Regions from separate parts of the Gossypium hirsutum genome. Here region 2 is linked to region 1. Evidence: chromatin contacts called from public Hi-C data. All regions are on one chromosome and are shown on one strand. Each heading gives the region's core, a stretch centred on a gene start, on an enhancer-like site or on the middle of the called end of the contact. The rest is flanking DNA. Distances are from core to core; before and after follow the strand shown. Region 1 holds the start of LOC107950451 (pre-mRNA splicing factor SR-like 1). Region 2 holds the start of LOC107950468 (probable serine/threonine-protein kinase DDB_G0276461).

Region 1 (3,941 bases), core at 830-3,329:
TAGGCAGCCATATATACATTCACATTGTAAAAGAACCAGAGAATGGGAACAATGAATCTGTAACAAGATGCAAGACATTGCAGGTATTTTCATGAATAATTTCAAGGAACCAGATAGCAATGATCTAAATTAGTGTAGTTAGGCAACTTTTAAACTGTGGGAGTAGTCTGTGTGCAAAATGAGTAATTATTTTGGTACGACTAGAATATGAGACACTGCATGAACAAAAACAATGAGCAACTGGTGCATTATTTCAGAGAGCCTTGACTGGGAAAATCTGATAAACCAAAAATATAGAGTGAAAGGTGAAAAGTACATAATCAAAGGCAAATAATAAATGAAAATCAGCCTTAGTTAGAAAGCATAAGAGAGAATTTGCAAACCTACATAATGCCCAATCTTCAGTGTAGCGATAAGGAAATAGGATCTGATTCCTATTCATGTAACTACAAGTCCATAGATATGGTAGATTAAAAATACTTAAACTAGATGAATAACGATAAGTGATTCAACAAACAATGTTGACCAATCATTCTGAAAATGCAGGACCGAGAAATCTAAGTAACCCAAGAAAAAAAAAGGAGACTCATCAAACCTTGGATATTGCAGGCATCTCATAAGCATAGCAAGTTACTATTATATGGGGGTTGGCAAACCCTCGCAACTCAAAGAAAAAATCACATGTCAACCTTTGTTTGTAGCAATCTGCTATGTAAAACAATTATATTATAATGCTCACATATTTGTTTTTACAAAAAAAAGAAGAAAAATAAGGCAAACTTGGTGAGGCAGTCCACTTGACTAAGCAAGCACTTATAACTTTTAAAATGTCCAAAAATACAAACAACAATGATAGAGTAACTAAGTCATGTTTAAACCATAATCAGGTTGTAATGACAACTTCAGGTTCACAACAATACTAATGAACTATAAGTTGATAACAACTGTACAAAAGTGGGAAAGCTCAGCTGCATTACACATCAAAGATCAATAGACATCAATAAATGCAAAAACAATGGTGAAACGACTATCCATCCTCTCTTCCAACAAACAACTTCTACATGGTTGGGAAAAAAAAAAAAGAGAAGATAAACAGGAAAATTTCCACTTACTGCTCTAATGTAAGGAGAATCAGGGTGCTTCAGTAGCCCATGCATTTGCTTGACAGTAAGTTTCATGGTAAAAAACTTGTAAAGAAGGCAGAATGCAGTAGAAGGACCACGACAATTCCCAGTCATCCACGGTTCGACATGATCAACTTGATTGTAAATTTCATCAATGACTTCATGGTAAGTCTTTAGTCGGTAAAGCTCTTTGAAATAATCAGAGGATAATATATTCATACAAAGCACCTTCTCTAACAGCGAATCAATCGGTTTACCACATGTCTGTATCTCCATGACAATACCCCGCACTGTCAACACAAGAATACACCACACAAAGTGTCATAAATCATAACCTTACTCCGCTCAAAGTAACATCATCTGATTTTCGAGAGAAAAGAAACAGACACAGAAGAACCAGAAAACCCATCCTGATTTCTAATATCTAAAAACAAAAACCTTGAAATTATTCGAAATACGAAAACCAACCCTAATCAAATTAATTGGAAATAAGGTATTTTCTTTAAAACATCGTACGTAGAAGCATATTAATCGTCAATCAAATCTCAAAACCTTAATAAGTACAAAAGACAAAGCGAATCCCTTGAAAATTTTTCATTTAACAAAATATCCACGGCCAGAATCGCAATAAACGAATAAAGAGAAGAAGTAGATAGATTCAACATAAGATAAGGGGGAAAACCGAGAAATCATAAGGAAAGGATGAGGAATTGAGAAACGCACCACTAAAAAGCGTGAGAGTGATGAAATTTTGGGAAGGAATCAAAGCAATTGACAGGAGGAGGATAAACAATAAACCCTAAGTCGAAGAGAGGAGAGCTTAGGCTTAGCTCTTTAGTTAACCAAACTTTTTCCTATGGCGACCGAACCATGACCCACGGCTATATCAAGAATAGACCCGAGGCCATGTGATGCATTCAATATTAAAACATTAAAAAATAAACACAGATGATTCTACAATAAAAACATATAGTTTGAGATTAATTATATATGTTATTGGCAGATTAAAAATATGCATAAAATATATTAAAATGTAAATTTAATTTGTGTATTTAAATTTTATTATATATATTTTTTTCAAACAAAAATATTAAAATACACTTAAATAATATTTTAATTACGAAAAGATATTTTTGTAATTTTTTGATTGATTTGGTAACTCAATTTAAGGTGACATTAACTCAGTTAATGACTTAATAAATAATATTTATATTTAAATTTAGATTTAAAATTATTTTATTAATAAATAATATTGAACCCATTCGTGAAAAAGTCTTTGTAATAAATTTATCAAATAATTACATGAAAAACAAATGTAGGGTTAAAAGTATTATGAAGGCTCTTGTACTAAAAATCAATATGTATTTACTCTTTTTACTCAAAAAAATGTGTAAATTAGTCAATATACATTAGATTAATAGCAAACTAATGATTTCTATAAATAATTTCATCTATTTCTATTGTTAAAAACTAGTGTTGCTAATAGAATAACCAAACAGTTACATATGATATGTCACATGTACCTCATTCTAACATAAATGAACCAGTTTTTAACAGTAGAATTGATGATTTTTTTAATAGAATGACCAGTTATCTTTTTTACCTAATGTACAAAGACTAATTTACTTATTTTTCTAGTAGAAAGAACAAAATGTAATCTAATTTTTAATATAAAGGCTTTCATGATACTTTTGTCAAAATTTTGAAGTCTATACATATTTCTAAGCTATATGTAAAAACAAAAGAACCCTCAAAATTATATATGTTAGGTTTATAAAAAATCTTGGATTTTATTAAAAAAAAATTGGATTTTGGGCGATTCATAAAGACCCTACACGTGCTGCTCCAACAAGCAAACTTTGGCTGGAGCGGAAGGTTGATTGTATGCGCTTGTCGAAGCGAAATAAACTTACCGCTAAAGCGGGAGGTTGTCTATTTGTGCACTTTGGAACGAAAAAATCTTCCACTGAAGCGGAACTGCCTTAATTACTATGTCAAGCTATCCTTTCTTCATGTTATCTCAGAATTACATTAAGTAAGAAATGTCGTAACCATTTGTTTAAAAAAAGGGATCGACTTGATTTTGAAAACGAAATTTAAAATGAGAGTCACCATCGATCTTGATTTGGTATGATCGGATCACATTTGTTTTAATAAAACAATTTTAGTTTACTAAAATGACATTTTGGTCTGCGAAATCCAAGAGAATAGGTTCGGGAGTCGGTTACGTGCGAGGAAGGATTAGCACCCTCGACACACCCAAAAATTGGTACCGAATTAATTAGTTAATGTCTTAATGTCGAAAGTTGAAAATCGGGAATGGATTTTAAATACGATCCTTTTTTATTGACGTCGATTTTAAAAATGCTTGAGTTAGCTCAAAATGATTATTAAAGATTTCCTCGTCTCAAGATATCGGAGTATCACATCCTGTAAGTTAGGACGCAATACCATGAACTCCCGAGCGCAAGTGTATCTTCATTTAAATTGGGATTCCATGCATTTTAAACCCAAAAGGATACTTAGCTATTTAGAATCAACGAGAGAGTCGAAACCCCGTAAGTTAGGGCACAATTCTTCGATGTTTCAAAACGCGAAACATTGCCTTGTTTTGAAATTTTGTTTTTGAAATAATAGCGAATACGATATTTAAACAACATGTATTATTTATTTAGGTAAAAATAAAGTGATTTATTGGATAAATGTTGTAACACCCCTTACCCGAGACTGTTTCCGGAGTCGAGCACGAGGCATTACTTAGCTTATCTTACCAATTCGGAGCATAAAAACTAGGTTTGAAAATTTATTTCATTATTC
Region 2 (3,941 bases), core at 744-3,243, 150 kb after region 1:
ACCAATCAAGCAAAGTGCTTGCCTGTGTGATGTCAGGTCTATCAACAGGTGATGCTTGAAGCATGTCTTTAATTAGGTTTGTAATTGAAGAGCTATATTTTGGCAAATCTGGAATCCGGTAGTTCCCATTTAAGATTTGTAACTTTGATTCACCGTCGAATGCATTCTTGAAGTAGCAAATTCGAAAGAGGAGACACCCAAGGGCCTGCAACATGACATAGCAGCTGCAGTTTGTACTTGGCATATCTAATCTAATACATCTAGATGTCACATGAAAATGCTTACCCATATATCCACCTTTTCATTTATAAGTTCTCTCCGGAACAGATCCCACATCTATTCCAACAAAAGAATGAACATATAAATTAACTATTTTAACCACCACAAGTTTTAAAATGTAATAAAAATAATAGATGTTCATTCAACCTCAGGGGCTCTATAGGCAGGTGTGGTGTGCTTCCTGATATTGTCTTCTTCTATACCCATTTCTTCAGGCTTCTCAAAACGCTTGTGATTGGTTGACGTGCTCCCAAAATCACACAACTTCCATAATCCATCAGAACCCAACAGAATGTTCTCAGCTTTCAAGTCCCTGCAAAAATCAAAATGCCAAGAAGTAAAGAAACATGCACCTGAGAGCAGTTATAACGAATGTGGAAAAGATTTCGACTTTAGGCCTTATAAATTGGGATCATGGCATCTTTTTTTATTTGATCATATTTTCATTTCTCTTATTCCCGTGTCAAGGGGAAAAAAGGCTGGCGTGTGGCAGTACCACATAAAAGATGTACAAAGCAATCCAAAGCTACAAAAAGTTTTTTAAGTTAAACTTCAATGAAAGGTAAAAGCTCAATTCGAAGTTCATGTGCTCAACCTAAAAACTTGAGGAGCTTTAGGACCAAATACCTGTGAGCAATTGGCGGGGACTGGCAATGCATTGCAAAGACTGCATTGCAGATATGCAAGAAAATGGTAAGAATCTGTTTCTCCTCAAAATAGGCAGTTCCTCTGGTTTCTAAGAAATTAACAAGAGATTTATCACAAAATTCCATGACAAGAAGGGCTTCCTTGGTCCTTCCCATATCCAAGATCGTATGTGCATAAAGTGTGATGACGTTCGGGTGTCCTTTAAGTGATTTCAACACACTGATCTCCTTGACAACCAACTCCAATGACTCTTGATCATTGCATATGATGTGCTTCAAAGCATACTGCTTTGAAGCATGTAGAGCATCCTTAGCTAAGTAGACACAAGAGAAGCCACCCTCGGCAATAACATTCCGAACATGAAGTTTAAGATTGGCAACGTCAAGGGTTCGGCCCTCGAGCCCTGCAGGCTCTTTTTGCAAAAATGGCTTGAACCTCCACATTGTTGGTAGAATGAACCCACAAAAGATGAAATGCGAGAAACCCCGATCAACTATAATTAAGGGTATCTAAAACAGAGCAATACCAAAAACAAAAAAAAGGGAAATTACTAATATGAAATACAAAGATGACGAAATGATGATAGTTATTAATTATAATAGAGTGCCTAACCTAAGAAAACAATTATTAATGAATGCACATATAACAACAGCAGATCTAAATACACTTCAATATTGGGGGTAGCACAAAACAAGCAAATTGCAATCAAGATCTCAATTTTCATCCAGACCCAAAACCCAGATATCTTCAATCACTTCCATTACTTGATGGGTTTTATTATTATTATTGCTTCCAAATTTGTGTGTGGATCGAGTGGTGGGTAGCAAAAGAGTGGGTGGGCAGCTACGTAGGTAAATCAATAAAAATGAATCTAAAGAGGAAGAAGAAGATCATGGAGAATGTACCTGGTTAGATCAAGTAGAGTGAAGGAAGGACTTGATAGAAACAGATGATCCACAATTGAGTAAAGATGACCCAGAAGAGAAGATGTGGTTTTTGCTTTTGCTTTTGCTTAAAGATCTGATTTTTGAGACCTTTTTTGTCTTTGCGCGTTGCCTTATTCCTCAATATTAAAAATTATCCTAATAAATAGATACATCAATCAAACACTACTCCTAACTCCTAACTCCTAATAATTTTCATAACCAAAAAATAAAAAATAAAAGAATAATCCTCCTATTTATTTTTACACACATTTATTTGAAAATGGATCATTTTCCAAATTTTCAAAAATAATTAAATAAATAAATCAAGAAATTAACCTTTTCAAATCATTAATACAATATTATATTTTATATTCATGTATTCACATGTACTTAAATATCTACAATTGAAATAAATCAAATTTTATTTTACATAATAAATGGAAATTCATTATATGGATATGAGATGTATCCTTTCTAAAAATATGCAATTTTATTATTTAATAATTATTAAATTATAATATAAAAAAAACAATTCCAGTGCTATAATTTAATATATTTATATACAAATAATTTTGTTACAAAAAGTTACTTGTTACATACGGAACCAGACTTGGAACATATAGATTTGAGGTAGTTTGTCGGCTAGTTATTGGAGGGGTAGGGTGTATGTATGTAACCAAGTAACATGCCTTGCCCTGAACCCAACATATGCTATGCTGGCTGAGGCTCCCTTTTTTCAAGGCGAAGCCAATGGCTTTTAAATTTTAATATGTTTCTCATTTCTATATAGTTGATGATTTAATTTTCATAGATTTTAATTTTAGGCATTGAAAAATAAAACAGTTGAGTTAAAAATCATTGTTGTTTTAGTCAGTATTATTATTTATTTTTATCATTTATTCTACATTTATTTTAATTACTCAATTTTAATATAAATTTTAGAGTTTTTATATGAAAAAACTCATGTTTTTAAGTGAATTTCTTTTTTACTTTTTAGAATTAATTTTAACTTTTTTTTCTCGTATAAAGAAAACCTAAGATTTTTCAATGAATTATTTAACTATTTATAAGAAAAAATCATTTTATCTTTTTAATTTCATTTAATTTTTATTCCAGCGAAAATAAAAAACTTAAGGGTTTATAAAGAGTATTTATAGGAAAGACTTTAGATTTTAACAAGGAAAAACTATTTTAGTTTTTAATGAACTTTTTTTTCTCTCTTTTAAATTAATTTTAGTTTTCTTTTCTCGTAACAATGAAAAAATTTAGGTTTTTCTATTTAATTACTTTAGTTTTTATAGGGGATTGAGTTATAAAAAAAGAATTAAGTTTCATCTTTATAGTTAAATAACTCAATTTTCTGTAAAAATATAATTTTTTTAAAAAATAACATTATTTTTAGAAAAATAACAAACGATCAAAATGAAAATAGTTTTTAATGGTAGTGTCTAAAATGATTTTTTTATTATTTAAGATTCAATATGAAAACTTATAAAAGTTAGATGACTAACTAGTTAATTTACTCTCTTTTTTTTCTTAACACAAAAAAATAAAAATAAAAAAAAATAGTAAATCTTTTATTTGTTTTTTGTTTTGGAGAAAATATGAGAGGAACATTGATTGGAATATATGACCTTGTGCCTCGTGACTTATGACCAACCGTACTATGTATAGGCTTTAAGTTGTGAAAGTGGAAAGCAGGCTATGATTAGGCGAGTAAATAGTTAGGGGCTGAATAATACGCACTCATATGGCCCTGCATCCGCATGTAGGCCTACTAAGCTATATGAACCCTACAACAATATATTGGGCATTTGGCAATACTGTCTATTTTGTAGGGCTTTCATTTTTGGATGAATGGTAATAGAAAGTATTCCAAAATGAATTGGGATTTTTTAGTACCGTAAGGGCTTTGGTCTTTTTAATTAAAATGGAGAAATTATTTTTTGATTTTTTCCTAAATTTAATAATTTAGTTTACATCATTTCAATCAAAATTATTTTCTTTGAATCTAAAATTTTATAATTTTATTTCGATCTCTAGTACAAAACTCACAGGTTTAACCAAATATATGATATAATTTTTGAG

What was found. A called contact is a pair of places that touch in the nucleus more often than the background predicts.
Region 2: a Hi-C map of hypocotyl shows a contact between it and region 1, with 2.8 times the contacts expected there. The contact joins the promoter of LOC107950468 here to the promoter of LOC107950451 in region 1. A contact is called at or near these places in 3 of 34 Hi-C or Micro-C datasets (hypocotyl and leaf).

The regions. Positions count from the first base shown.
Region 1 is chrA08:7,595,433-7,599,373 of Gossypium_hirsutum_v2.1, forward strand. LOC107950451 (pre-mRNA splicing factor SR-like 1) reads right to left here and starts at 2,080. Exons shown (of 5, transcript XM_016885301.2): 1 at 1,848-2,080; 2 at 1,113-1,414. The coding sequence starts at 1,400.
Region 2 is chrA08:7,745,207-7,749,147 of Gossypium_hirsutum_v2.1, forward strand. LOC107950468 (probable serine/threonine-protein kinase DDB_G0276461) reads right to left here and starts at 1,994. Exons shown (of 8, transcript XM_016885318.2): 1 at 1,833-1,994; 2 at 907-1,436; 3 at 427-592; 4 at 286-336; 5 at 23-205. The coding sequence starts at 1,370.